Regions from separate parts of the Sus scrofa genome. Here regions 1 and 3 are each linked to region 2. The links are chromatin contacts, called in public promoter capture Hi-C maps. All regions are on one chromosome and are shown on one strand. Each heading gives the region's core, a stretch centred on a gene start, on an enhancer-like site or on the middle of the called end of the contact. The rest is flanking DNA. Distances are from core to core; before and after follow the strand shown.

Region 1 (5,057 bases), core at 1,387-3,886, 950 kb before region 2:
CTACCCAACACAGCTGGCCCTTGCACCTTGGGCGCTGCACCGACAGACCCCTCTGCCCAGGACCTGGGGTTACCTCCAGTGCCATCTCCCCGGGTGAAGTCTCCACCCTGGATCATGAAGTCCTTGATGACACGATGGAATTTGCTGTTCTTGTAGCCAAACCCTTTCTAGAAAAAGGGATGAGGAAGTTAGGAGGAGGCACGAGGTATACCAAGCAGACATTAAACAGGCCCTGCAGGAACGCAGCCAACAACTCCTGCTCACAGAAGAGAAACCCCTGCTGGCAGACTCAACATGCTAGTGGGTGAGCAGTTACCACAGGCCAGGTGTGGCATACACAGATCCAGGAAAGGCTGAGACCACACAGTCCTCTGCCTTTAGACAAATTCCCAGACTTTATACACAATTCTACTTCACAGAATGCCTCCACATTTTCCCACATCTAATCATAGGAACAGATGATGCAAGAAAACTGACAAAAAAAAAGTTACCGGAGTTCCCGTCGCGGCTCAGTGGTTAACAAATCCGACCAGGAACCATGAAGTCGCGGGTTTGACCCCTGGCCTTGCTCAGTGGGTTAAGGATCTGGTGTTGCCATGAACTGTGGTGTAGGTTGCAGACTCGGCTCGGATCCCACGTTGCTGTGGCTCTGGCGTAGGCTGGCAGCTACAGCTCTGATTAGACCTCTAGCCTGGGAACCTCCATATGCTGCGGGAGCGGCCCTAGAAAAGGCAAAAAAAAGACCAAAAAAAGAGAAAAAACCCAGTTACCTACTAACCAATGGAAAGTTGAAATACAAGCTCTTTTTTATTTTTTGGGCCATGCCAGCGGCATGCCAAAGTTCCCAGGTTAGGGATGGAACCTGCACCACACCTGTGACGACTCCGGATCCTTAACCTGCTGAGCCACCAGGAACTCCAAAACAGAAACTTTCTTATATAGGAAGGACATTCATTTCATTAAAACCTGGAAAGCTCTGAGCCCCTTACTCTGGTGCAGAAGCTACAGACTAGTTTCCATAGATGTTTTCTTTGGTTACCATGATGTCTCAAAGATGAAAACTTTTCTTAAAAAAAAAGAAAATAATAATCCTAATTCTGGATTCAGTTTAAAAAATTCAGTAGAGGAGTTACCATTGTGGGTCAGCATGTTATGAACTGGACTAGTATCCATGAGGATGTGGATTCAATCCCTAGCCTTGCTCAGTGGGTTAAGGATTTGGCGTTGCTGCAAGCTGCAGCACAGGTCACATATGAGGATCGGTTTGGCATTGCTGTGGTTGTGGTATAGGCCAGCAGCTGTAGCTCCAACTAGACCCCTAGCCCCGGAACTTCCATTTGCCGCAGGTGCAGCCCTAATAAGTAAAAAATAAATAAATTAATTAAAAAACCCAATAGATATAGTAATAGTGGGTTCCCTGTGCCAGAGGGCACAGCTGGTACTCTGTCACTGTTATGGATGGGGAAGTCAGTTTGCTGCCAGCCCTATATGCCAATTTCACTTCTTTTGAGCTTGGCTACCTCCACTCTAGCCACTTACCTCTCCTGTAGCCAAGGCCACAAAATTATCCACCGTTTTTGGAACTGTCTTTCCAAAGAGACCGATGACCACCCGGCCTATATCTTCATCTCCAATTCGCAGGTCAAAGTAAACCTGAAGAAAAAATACCATTTTGAACTTGGCCTCTTTGAAGGGGCCTTGCTAGGGAAGGGGGACCCAAGAAGCTACCCAGAGGATGGGAGAGAAAACAGCCATATTTTAGGAGCAGTGTTTCTAAATATGACTTTGGTAGCAACAAAAATCCCATGAAAATTTACGTTTAGTTTGTTGACAATCTCCTTAGACTACAGATTAACAACCTTTGCTCTAAATAAATAATGGGCCCAGATGATAAAATTTAACATCAAAAACCCTAAGGAGGGGAGCCTAAGCACACCCCTCAGGTTTAAAACTACACAAATGTGCCTTGTAATTGGAAGTGGCTACAACTGGACCTGAGTAGATAAAGGACTGGCAATTTGGCAGACGTAATCTTTCACCATTTCTCCAGCAGTGCATAAACGGCTCTGAGTCTTCAGTGCCAGCCCAGCTGGGCATCATGGGTGGCAAAGCCTGGGCCAGGGCCAGGCTAACGGGGAGGGTTCAGGTCAATCTCTGGTCTGAATAAGCGAGGACCGCTCAGGCGCCAAGAAGCACAGCAGAGAGACTAGAGAGGGGGCAGAGCCAAAGCCAAGGACGCCCAGGCCTGAGCTCCGGGGCCGTAAACGCCTCGGACACATGTGACTAGCGGCGCCAAGGCCGGAACCCAGGCGGCGAAGGGCGGGCCTCGGCAGGCAGGTCTGGAGAGGGGAGGGCGGACCTTGACAGTGACTTTGGGTCCCTTCTTCTTCTCATCTGCCGTGGAAGGTCCAGGCAACAGCAGGAAGAGGACCGAGCCCACGACTACGGCGGCGACGAAGAGCACCTTCATGTTCCGCTCCAAGAAGCGCAGCATCCACCGGGAAAAGCGAGCGCTACAGGGCTGCTGAGGCCGGAAGGGGCGGGGCGGAGCGGCGTGGGCCCCGGCGCCGCCACCCAGAGCAGCCGGGGGGAGACAGGGGTTCCTACCGGCCTCCAAGCGGAGGAGGGCCCCATTTCCCCCCTCTGAGTCGGCGCCAGATGGTAGGTCCCCCTGGGGGGCGGAGCTCGGCTCGCCGACTGGGCTAGCAGGGACGCGGGCTCGTGGGTGGCTGCCACGTTACTGCGGCCTCATTGGCTCCCCAGCTCGCCAACGCCGACCAACAGGAAGAGGGTCAGCGGAAGGCGGCGCCGGGAGAAGACACTATAGTTTCTAGTAGGCAGAGCCTGCACCCTCTCGCCCTGCCTTTGCGGGATTGCAAGTCCACTGGCAGGAGGTGACCGATACTTTACGTGAGGAAGGGCATCGATGGGGCAGAAGACACTTAGCGTTGTCCGTATTGGGACAGTCAAGGATTAGTCACCACCACATTGGATATAAATGTGATAGCCTCAAAGACTAGCGGCACGTTTCTGCCTACTCGTAGTATAACCATATACAGCGACCAGAATTCTACTCCTGTGCAAAACTTGCTTCACTTTTTTTTCTTTTTTTGGTAATAACCCATTGGAAGAAGGATCTGAAAAAGAGTGAATGTATCTATATGTAAAACTGAATCACTTTGCTGTACACCTGAAATTAACACTTTGTAACTGTTCATTTATTTATTTATTTATTGCTTTTTAGGGCCACCCCCGTGGCATATGGAGGTTCCCAGGCTAGGGGTCTAATCGGAGCTACAGCTGCCGACATATACCACAGCCACAGCACCATCAGAGGCGCCTCTGCGACCTACACCACAGCTCACCACAACGCAGGATCCTTAACCCATTGAGTGAGACCAGGTATCCTCATGGTTCCTCATCCTCATGGTTCCAGGTTGGATTTGTTTCCGCTGCACCAAGTTGGGAACTGCAACTCCAATTTTTAAAAGTCCTACTTTTTTTTTTTTTATTACTAATCTCTATCACAGTACTACGTTTTTTCCCTCTCCCTTCTCTAATTGTACTGCTGTGTTTGTCAATGCACACTTTAGTGTGTACTCTGGTTCTTTTTTTTTTTTTTTTTTTTTTAATGGCTGCTCCCACAGCATATGGAGGCTAGTGGTCGAATCAGAGCTGTAGCTGCCAGCCTATGCACAGCCACAGCAATGCCAGATCCAAGCCGCATCTGCAACCTAGACATCACAGCTCATGGCAACGCTGGATCCTTTTTTTTTTTTTTTGTCTTTTTGCTATTTCTTTGGGCCACTCCCGCGGCATGTGGAGGTTCCCAGGCTAGGGATCGAATCGGAGCTGTAGCCACTGGCCTACGCCAGAGCCACAGCAACGTGAGATCCGTGCCGCGTCTGCAAACTACACCACAGCTCACAGCAACGCCAGATCCTTAACCCACTGAGCAAGGGCAGGGACGGAACCCGCAACCTCATGGTTCCTAGTCGGATTCGTTAACCACTGCGCCACGACGGGAACTCCGCAACGCCGGATCCTTAACCCACTGAGCAAGGCCAGGGATCAAACCCAAAATCTCATGGTTCCTAGTTGGATTTCTTTCTGCTGCGCCACAACAGGAACTCCTGTACTCTGGTTCTTAACTTCCTTTCTTTACCTGTTTTCCAAGTAACTACATTTTTTGTGTGAGGAATGGACTGTGTTGCCCTTACTTAGTATACAGCTCTCCTAACTGCTGCAGGGCTAAGTGCACAACAAATATTGATTGGAACAGCATCACTGTTAGAAATGAGATGGGAAACAATACCTGCAACAATCTTAAGTTTAGTCTCCCTTCTCTAGAAACCTCCAGGAAAGTCAGGGATAGTAGTCAGATGTCCCCAAGCAGTATCTCAGGTCTCCAAACAGACTTGTTGTTCCCAACAGTCGACAACACATATACTTAAGAACTGGGAGTCTTACATCCTCCGGCCAAAAAAACCCCCGCACACTGACATCTTTCTGAAACTGGGAACCATAGCATTAAGTAACTGATTTTCAAATACTAACTTCATAGCAATTCCTGGTCTTCACAGCCCTGATCTTAGGTAGACATGGCTCCTTTTCCATTGTTCACCTCAGCAATTTGGTCTTTATATAAGGTGCCAACCTGATTCTGAAGTTATGCATGGCCCCTGACATTACCTTGTCCTTTCTTACACTGAGGTCACTGCAGGTGGTCTTCAGAGCTTCAACAGTTTTCTCAAACACAAATGACATTTGCTGGGTTTTTTTTTTTCGTCTTTTTTTTTTTTTTTTTTTTTTAGGGCCACACCCACGACACATGGAGGTTCCCAGGCTAGGGGTCGAATCGGAGCTATAGCTGCCGGCCTAAGCCAGAGCCACAGCAACGCCAGATCCAAGCCCCACCTGTGACCTACACCACAGCTCACAGCAACGCCAGATCCTTAACCCACTGAGCAAGGCCAGGGATGGAACCGGCAACTTCATGGTTTCTAGTCAGATTCGTTTCCCTGCGACAAGAGGGGAACTCCAGCAATGTTTATTTT
Region 2 (4,520 bases), core at 431-2,930:
CCACATTGTACCCAGGTCAATTCAAAGAAAGGAGTCCAGGCTGATACGAATTGTGCATTTAGAAAGCTTGAGAGCATACAGCCTGGTGAGCCTACGGGGGGGGGTTGGGGTGGATCCTAAGAGCAAAAGAAGTCAGGGAGGGTTGCCAGCTGGAGAATGAGAGTTTATGTTTCCAACTGTTCGCCCTGGCTGGAGTATAGAGATTAGACTGGAGAAATAAGGAGGACTGAGAAGACAGGAGGAAGGATACAACAGCTGAGCCCTGAACAACTCAGGGGTTAGGGCACAAATCCTCACGCAGCCGAAAATCAGATTATAACTTTATAACTGACCATCGGTGGAATCAACCAACTGCAGATCCTGTACTACTGCACTAGGTATTTACTGGGGAAAAACCCACCCATCAATTCAAATTTGTGTTGTTCAAGGGTCAGCTGTGGTTACATTGTACCAGAAGGTAAGGACAGGTGCTGAGCCTGGAAAGTTTGAGAGTTTTGAAGGAGGGCCATCAGAGCTCCTATTCAACAGCGTGAAGCAAGAGATGGGTCATTTCTTGAGAGAGTTGGGGCAGTGGAAAAGATCTGCAGAGTCTGAGATACTTTGAAAACTGGCCAGAATTCATTAGGAGTGGGGTATGGGTCCGTCCCACCAGCATCCCTCAGCAGTTTGAAGGCCTGAGATTTGATTTAAGCAGGATCATGGAACAAAAGAACAATGATTAACTAGCAATACTATTTACATCCTAATTCAGAAAGTTCACTAGATGCCAAGCACACACTAGGCATTTCTGTATCTCACATTAACCTCCAAAGGCAGCCTTTCCAGAATATTATCATCACTTTACAGTTGAAAAACCTGTGGCTCAGAGAGATTAAGGAACCCGAGCAGAGTCACTGAGGCAGAAAGAGCCCTGTGTCCTAGGATATCTGGCTTCAGTGCCCCATTAGTCACCCGCCTTCAAGAAAAATGAAGGACACTTTATAGTGTCCTTCATTTTAACTTTTCAGGAAGAGATTAAAGACAAAGCTAGCAGTTTACAAACACGAAAGAGCCTGGGGGCCGCCAAAATAAATTAACGAGCAAACCTAAATGCTTAAATTTAACTCTACAAGCAAAAAGTTACATTTCCAGTTTTCTAAGTTAATAGTGTCACTGTAATGATAATTCCCACTTTTTGTTTGCAGTGTCAAATCGATTTTAAACATTACTGAGATTTTCTCAAACATTACTGAGATTTTCTTCGATTGCTTGACCGCTTCGCTATCTAGGCAAACACTAAGCTTCCCCTCCCCACACCCCAGCCCCCGTTCCCGGCCCTGGGTTGGGGAAAAGTGTCCTAGAAACGCTTACAGTGATTTTTGCCTCTTCTCTCTTCGAAACGTCTTGAGGAGCAAATAACTTTAGTGCATAAAAAAGCGCTAAAGAAGCCTGCGCGCTTGCTCCAAGATAACGCACGGAAAGCTGTGCTCAAACAAGCCTGAGATCCAGCCTCCCTTACTCACAGGGGAGGTGCCGCGCAGAACCGGAAATGTTAAGACCACGTGTGGAAAGGCAAAAGTGCCTGGAGACAACATGGCAACACGGAAGTTGCGGGCCTTGGGCCCCAGCCAGCGGCCCGCTACGGTGGCCCGCGGGGGCCATAACAGGGTTAGGACCGTGATTCGCTTCTGGCTCCCGGTGGAGCGGAGGAGGCTTCTACCCAGAGACTAGAACAACCCTGATGGGCGGGGGCGAAATATCGAGGACCGCAAGAAGAGGGCGCCCCAGCTGGGCGGTCTGAGGAGGAGAGAAAAACAATACCATTCACTGCATGCATTCATTCACTATAAGCACCGACAAATTTCAATTTGTTCTTGGAAGTGACTGTTTCCACGATGCTGTAAGTAAAGTTCTGCTTCCGGAAGGAGGTTGGACTAAACTGTCTGCCCAACAGATAATTAGCAAACGCTTACTGAGTGCAAGCTGTGCTGAGTGCCCTGGAAGGATGCCAGCATGGCATCTTACCTACATTCTGGTAGTGACATGTACGGGCCAGGGACCAGACACAGGGGGCAGGGGCAAGTTCAGTACGGGCTGTGGGTAGATGAGGAGCAAACCACTCTAGGAAAGAGGTTGACTGCTTTGTTTTTATTACTGGGGGTAGAAACTGCAGGAGGCAGGCAGAGGGTCTTGTCTGCAGTTGCCCTGGAGCTGTCGTCCCTTCTCTCACTTCCATTTCATGTGGTCTTCACTGGTGTTAGGAGAGTTTGTCCTTCCTTTGGGCAAAGAACGGTAAAGATTGGAGTTCCCGTAGTGGCGCAGTGGTTAACGAATCCGACTAGGAATTCGTTGCGGGTTGCGGGTTCTGTCCCTGCCCTTGCTCAGTGGGTTAACGATCCGGTGTTGCCTTGAGCTGTGGTGTAGGTTGCAGACGCGGCTCGGATCCCGCGTTGCTGTGGCTCTGGCGTAGGGTGGCGGCTACAGCTCCGATTCAACCCCTAGCCTGGGAACCTCCATAAGCTGTGGGAGCGGCCCAGAGAAATAGCAAAAAGACAAAAAACAAAACAAAACAAAACCAAAAAAAAAAAAACAGTAAAGATTTCTGCCTTCTGGCTTCAGTGTGGGTCATAGACATTTCAAGTGCTTCACAGAAATGAAAATACCTGGAGAACTGTTTGAAACCAAAAAACACACAAAATAATCATAATAATATACATTCCACTGTGTGAGAGATTGCATCAAACATTGTCTGACACCTTGCAGTGTGTTTTAACTGCCTCCCAATAGGCTATTCAGCTCCTCTTTTAAGCCAGCTGCTTCTGAGTAACGGGGCTTTTATCGGTCACTACTGTCCTGATAAAGCTGTGTAACAAAATGTTCCAAAACTCAGAGGCAACACAACAATCATTTATTCTCACTGGTCTATCTAGGAGTCAGCTGATCTGGACCAAGTTCAGGTGGGTTTAGTTCCAAGATGTAGACTGGATCCAGGTCACACTTCTATCACCTTCCTTGGACCAGTAAACTCTTCTCCTGATAATGGCAGGGGCAAGAAAACACACTCAACTGTACAAGCACATTTTTAAAAAATTTTTTTCCTTTAAATTTTTAAAAAATTTTTAATTATTATTTTTATTTTTATATAAATGCAATAAATTCATTGAGTAATAAAATTAAAAAATAAAAAATAAATTTAAAAAATACAAGCACACTTTAAACCTTCGCTTTTGTCAGCTTAAAAACTATGGATGACTTACAAGTTGAAAGTTGTTTTACTGGGGACAAAATGAAGACTACAGCCCAGGAGGCAGCATTTCAGATAACTTTGAAATTCTGCTCCAAAGAAGTAGGAGGGAGTGTCAGTACACATGTGATTTTGGAGGGGAAGTACATGCAGCCACACACACACATTTTATATAAGTTAGCTGCTAGCCTTGTGGAGGTTACTGCTAGTTACCAGGAGCAGATGTCACCATGAAGTCTTTTCTAGATATGAGATGTAAGAATTGGGCTCATAAAATCCTCTCCTGAAAATATTTAACTGTCGAAGACCTGTTCTGCCAGTTCTCCCAGAGCACAGAATGCCTCACTCCTGATCTCCACCCTGGAGACTTTCAGGGGGTGTTGAGGGTTGGCAGCCTGCAGTGACTCATGATTCAGTCTGTGTCGAGGCAGGTGGCAAGTACCAATCTCCACTTCACACTTTCATCACATCTGCCCATCTCCCACAGTCAGAAAAAATCCACACAGCCAAGCCCAACATGATTTAAGCAGGGAAGTACATTTTTCCCACACAGGAAAAGGACACACATGTGATTATTTTAAGCAGTAATCTAACTTGACGCAAAGCCCATGGTTACACAGTGAACACCACAGACATTTCTTTCATTGAAAATGTGTTCCCTGATTATAGCAGATGTTATGTACTGTGGAGATGGGCACGGCATTCTGTAAGTCCACAGATGCTGGTGCTACAGGCAAAAGGGGCACATCCTTAGGTGGACAATGCCTCTACAATTGAGAGGCATATTGCTGCCTCCTCCAGGGAGCAAATGTAATCTGCCAGCTACCAGCTGGCCACCTGGTCCCCCCCAAAGATTAGTATCTTAATCTTTGGTCCTCAAAGTTGGCTTCTGCTGCTGTCAGCCTGGGTCTTCAGCGGTGGTAGTCAGCCAGCCAGATCAGCCTCAATGAAGGGCAGTCCATGCAGCTGAACCCACGCATAGCCACCATCCCATTGCTAAATGGTCTCTTGGACCAAGAAGCTCTGGGAGGTCTGGGGGGGCAAGGCCAACCTTCACGGTTTACAAACACCTCCTCCGTACCTAATGCCTTCTAATGGGCATTTACAGGAGCAAGACGTCTTCACATTCTGTGCCTGTCCAGAGGAGTCCACCCACATACTTCCCCTGCCCAGACTGCACCTAATCTCCAGTCTTATTCTCCTCCAAGTCCCTGACCAATGGGTCAACCTTTTAGCCAGTGTCCATCAGCCCCTCAGGTCATCTCTATTCATGGAGGAAGCAGAAAATCATCCATCC
Region 3 (4,659 bases), core at 379-2,878, 650 kb before region 2:
ACAGGCCAGTGGCTACAGCTCTGATCTGACCCATAGCCTGGGAACTTCCACATGTTGCGGGTGCAGCCCTGAAAAGCAAAAATAAATAAGAGTTCGCTGTAGGAATGTTTCTTTTGTTCCCTATTTTTGTAGTCCAGTCTCCTACAATGGTAGAGTCATGCTCTTTAGTAGGAAATGACTACTTAAATGGTAACCCTTAATTAAGTCATATCTAAGCCTAAAACACTAAGCCCTTCTCTTTCTCTACCTGAAAGTAGCTGAATCCTCACTTGTAATATCATCAGTGTAGATTAGAGGTTTGCTGTCACCTGGCATCAGTTTTGTTTTTGTACTGTCCTAGAACAAGCTGAATATGGGTGGGCCAAGGGGAGATTATTTTTCATAGATCAGACAGGCCTAGCGTTCATCTTTAGCCATCACCCCCTGGTGTGCACACACGTGCACACATACACACACACACACACACAGCTTTTGCATGTGTATGTGGAGATGGAGAGTGAAAGGATTTTATGACCCAGTAACATACTATTTTGAGTGGCACTGTTGAAGGATGCCTCAGGATAGTGGAAAAAGGAAAGATGAAAACTGCAGAGCTAAGGTGGTCAAGGACACAGGAAGGATATAATTTAGGCTAAGACTTGAGAATTAAGATAAATTTGTTTGCTATAGAAGGGGGTGGATGATTTAGGAGGTGAAGAGTATGATATGTTTCATAAGTGAGAGGTGGGTGGGAGTGTTCACTTAAATAAGGACTGAATGCCTACTAGATAGTGTGCTGAGCAATCAGATGAATGGCAGATAAGGAAAGAAAAAGTTACAATCATAAATAGAATGGTGGGTTGGAAAAGAACAATAGGACTTTTAGGTGATATAAATCAACAGGATTTGGTGATATGGGGTGATGAGGTGAAGAGGGGTATAGGATGAGAAATGGGTGCTTGAACAAGAAAACTAGTGATAATCCTAAAAAAAAAAAATTGGAAGACAAAGGATAAAAAATTAGGGGATTGATACTTTGCTGAAACAACGGATAAAATGGATGAAACCACCATGAGCTGTGTTTGCCCTTCTGTTCTTTGTAGATGTTCACATTCACACCCCTTATGGCTCTTTCTCTCCCCACGGTTGGACACTTACAGAATTGGTGTCTTCTGTATTTAAGGTGCGATACTTCCCCAGAGACCTCTCTGCGAGGAAGTCTGGCCACCGAGAGTTCTTTCCACGAGGAGAGAGCGTTAGGTTCGAGCTCTCCCATCCAGGCTTCTTCGAGTTTATCTCTGTTTTAACCGACCGGCCGGGTTTTCCAGCATTCCCAGAGCTACGCGTCTCTAATCCTGGCTCCGAGTCTCTAATCCGGGCTCCGTGTGACCGCGCGTTCCGAGACCCAGGATTTGGCTCCGCCATCCAGGTTCCGGGTTTCCCCTGCGCTCTACCGCTCCAGACTCCACACCAGCCCGGAATCCGGATCCGAGGGCCCGATAATCCAGTGTCCGGGTCTTCCGGGCGGCCCTGGTTGTCCCGGATCGCGGCGGCGGCGGCGGTGGCGGCGGCTGAGGGACCCGCGGCCCCGGAACAGCGGCACCGGCGGGCGGGGCGGAGCGGCGCGAGGAGGGGGCGGAGAGCCGGCCGAGGCGGGGTGGGGAGGGGGGAGGGGCCGCGGGAACGGATGGCGGCCTGGGCCCCGTAGCAGCGGCGGCTCTACGGCCCGGGGCCCGGGCGGGCGGAGGTGGCGGCTCCCGGGACCGGTCGCGCGGTGAGTCCCGAGCTTTGTGTGGAGCTGGGGCTGGGGGAGGAGTGAGGCGGCGGCGCTGAGGGGGCCGGGGGCAGCGGCGCCTGACGGAGGAAGTGGGGGTTGGGGGCCGGGGCGGAGCGAGGAGAAGGTGTGTATGGCGGGGTGGGGGGGGGTCGTTGCGTGGGTGGGGGAGGGGGGAGTCGAGGGGATTGGGGTGAAGTTCAAAGCGTGGCCAGGCCGGTTCACGCTGAGGGTAGGGGTACCCGAGAGGGATTAGAGTCTGGCCAGGTTGTAAGGACAGGCCAGAGAGTTTTAGAGGCCAGTCTGGTATCTTGCGGGGGGCCCAGGGTGACTGGAGCTAGTCAGGGAGTTAGGGGGGTTCAGGGCGAAGGGCTGGGAGCAGGACGTGTGCGTGGCCCAGGAGGGGGGAGCAAGGTGGCTGGGGGCGTGCAGTAAGTAGCTTGTGGGTGTGTGCTCCTTGTAGTCTTCAGGTCACATTTACTCCTGTCCTTTTCTTCAAGATGGAGGGATCCCTAGGCCTGGCCCTTAAACTACTATCCTTGTACCCTCGGGAGGGTTTGTGACCCTGTCCTGTTTGGAAAACCCATGCTGCCCTCTTTTCCCTTTATGTGTAATTACGGTTGGATCATCTCTGTGCTTTGCTCAGATTCTCCTTCCTCCCTCTGGGGTTGAGGAGGAGGAGACACATCTGACCAATTAATGTGTGTTTGTGAAACAGGCAGCAGCAAACAGTCATTTCAGCTTCTAGGAATTAGGCTCACACAGGGTGGAGAGATCATAGCCCTTCAGGGGGAATATTTCTGAACAAATCACAGATGATTAAATTCTCTAAGAAACAGCTTCCTACCTAAATGAGAGTGGGAAAGATGGGGGAGAAAGCCTGTCTGTTTCCAGCCATGTGTCCAGAGCCCCAGGGGTTGAGGAGAGTCCCCAATCCCCCACAGGCCTCTCTTTTCTGTATTAGGCTTTGCTCTGCAGCCTTGAGTTAATTTCACCCCTGCTGCTTTGTCTTGGGGGAGGGAGTGCTGGTTTAGGCTGTTGTGAGGAGATGACTGTTCTGCTGCCACACACAATAGTCATGTCATTTTATCGGGAGTGCTACCCCAGGGCTGAGAACTGCTGCTGCAGAGATAAACCCGTCCCTCTCACCCGCCTATTGTGTACACAGTGAAGGTCATAGGTTCAAGTCTTGTCTGAGAGCTTTGGATATGCTCCATCTCCCAGGCTCCTCAGTGCCATTTTCTTCCTTTTCCAGACTGGGGCTTGCCATTGGAGGAGGCCAGACAGAAAGGCTCTTCTTTTTGAGTGAGGAACAATGCACAGCTCATTGGCACACATTTTTCAGAAGAATAGGGAATGCCAGCCATGTTGTGCCTGCCTCTTTGGCTGGCCTGTACTAAGTTGTGCAGGAATAGTGGCTAGGGGACTCACCCCTCGTGTTTGTGTCAGACCTTTAAAGAAGACTCCAAGGGGAGGGTTTTACTCTTGTTTGAGCCAGCATGTTTAATTCTTTTTATAGAAATGGGACACTCATGTTTTTGTTTTGATTTTTGTTTATTTGTTTAGGAATACCACTAAAACCCTGTGCACGGTTAAGATAGGGAGCCAAGGACCAAGTACCTTTTTAATGGTGACTTCCTGCTCAGAAAAATTGCACAACAAAAAAGCCACAGAATTTGCCTATCTGGGCAAGGGCTGTGGAAACAAAACAACTTTCCTTTTAATCTTTATTTTAATTCTGATGAAAGGACTTGACTTACTCATTGTGCAAGAAAGTCCATATGTGCTTCCGTGTTTGAGAAAAAATTGCCAGAGAGATGAACATGAAAAAAAAAATCAATTGTGGTCTTGGGAGTTATTAATGAGAGAAGGATGAGAACAAGCTAGAAGGAAACTTATCCTTGCATATATCTTGTAGAATTGTTCAAATAGTATTTAGATACTATTATTTGGGTAAAGAATTATTTGGAACTGGAAATGGGGTTTCCATTTAGGACATTAAAGAAAACGTCTTTAAAAAGAGATTAGAGGAGTTCCTGCTGTGGTATAGCCGGTTAAGGACCCAGTGTTGTTGCTGCTGAGGTGTGGGTTCAATTTTTGGCCCTGCGTGGTGGGTTAAGGATCCAGCATTGCTGCAGCTGTGATGTAGGTCACAGCTGCAGCTCAGATTCGATCCCTGGCCTGGGAACTCCATAGCCCCAGCAGGTGGGCCCAGAAAAATATACAATGAAATAAAAAAATAAAGAGATTAGAAAGCAAGCTCTTTGTGAGAGGGCAGTTGCACACAATGTACACTGTACACAGTAGCCAACCATTTCCTATAGGGTATTGTGGAAGAGGAACTTTTAGCCTTTGGTTGTGGCAAAGGTCTTTCTGAGGCCCTGTGTCTGACCATGTTGCTTCCTTTTCTTTTTATTTCTGTGAATTTCTTAAAAGTGATGGTTTGCCACTTAGGTGTTGGACTTTGTTAGGAAGGAACACGCTATTCTGACCTTTATATTTCTTGATGGCAGAACTGTCTTAAGGTCCTACTGGAGGTGTTGTCTCTCTTTAGATTGCTTTCAACTATGTGTCCTAGGTCTCTGGGTGAAGTCTCAGCTAAACCGAGTCCAAAGCTTTTTGCTCTGGGGCTGTTGGCATTCATTTCTGAATCCTGTCAGGTGATAGTGAAGGCAGAAGCCTCAGATTAAATTTGCCCTGATTAGATTTAGTGGTTTCAGAGTTGGGCCCTTGCCACAAGGAGTCTTATGAGTTTTCTGATTGTGACCATCTTTCAGAGGGCACTTTGGATCTCCCTCCCCGCCCACCTTCTTGTTAGAAAATGTTTCCTTGTGAGAGGTCTAGATAGCTGGACAGATTAGTGCTTATTTTGTGTGAGGATATGGAAGCATAATTTGGGCTCCTGG

The links. Promoter capture Hi-C pulls out the DNA fragments that hold promoters and counts their contacts.
Region 1: a contact with region 2 is called in a promoter capture Hi-C map of fetal liver, with 2.8 times the contacts expected there. The contact joins the promoter of PPIB here to the promoter of NARS in region 2. A contact is called at or near these places in 1 of 5 promoter capture datasets (fetal liver) and 1 of 47 Hi-C or Micro-C datasets (liver).
Region 3: a promoter capture Hi-C map of fetal liver shows a contact between it and region 2, with 2.6 times the contacts expected there. The contact joins the promoter of ZNF609 here to the promoter of NARS in region 2. A contact is called at or near these places in 1 of 5 promoter capture datasets (fetal liver) and 1 of 47 Hi-C or Micro-C datasets (liver).

What each region holds. Positions count from the first base shown.
Region 1 is chr1:107,884,242-107,889,298 of Sscrofa11.1, reverse strand. It overlaps PPIB (peptidyl-prolyl cis-trans isomerase B), which reads right to left and starts at 2,636. Exons shown (of 5, transcript XM_021093880.1): 1 at 2,360-2,636; 2 at 1,540-1,653; 3 at 74-167. The coding sequence starts at 2,494.
Region 2 is chr1:106,930,265-106,934,784 of Sscrofa11.1, reverse strand. NARS (asparagine--tRNA ligase, cytoplasmic) reads left to right here and starts at 1,680. Exons shown (of 16, transcript XM_003121455.6): 1 at 1,680-1,879.
Region 3 is chr1:107,580,316-107,584,974 of Sscrofa11.1, reverse strand. ZNF609 (zinc finger protein 609) reads left to right here and starts at 1,628. Exons shown (of 9, transcript XR_002344510.1): 1 at 1,628-1,753.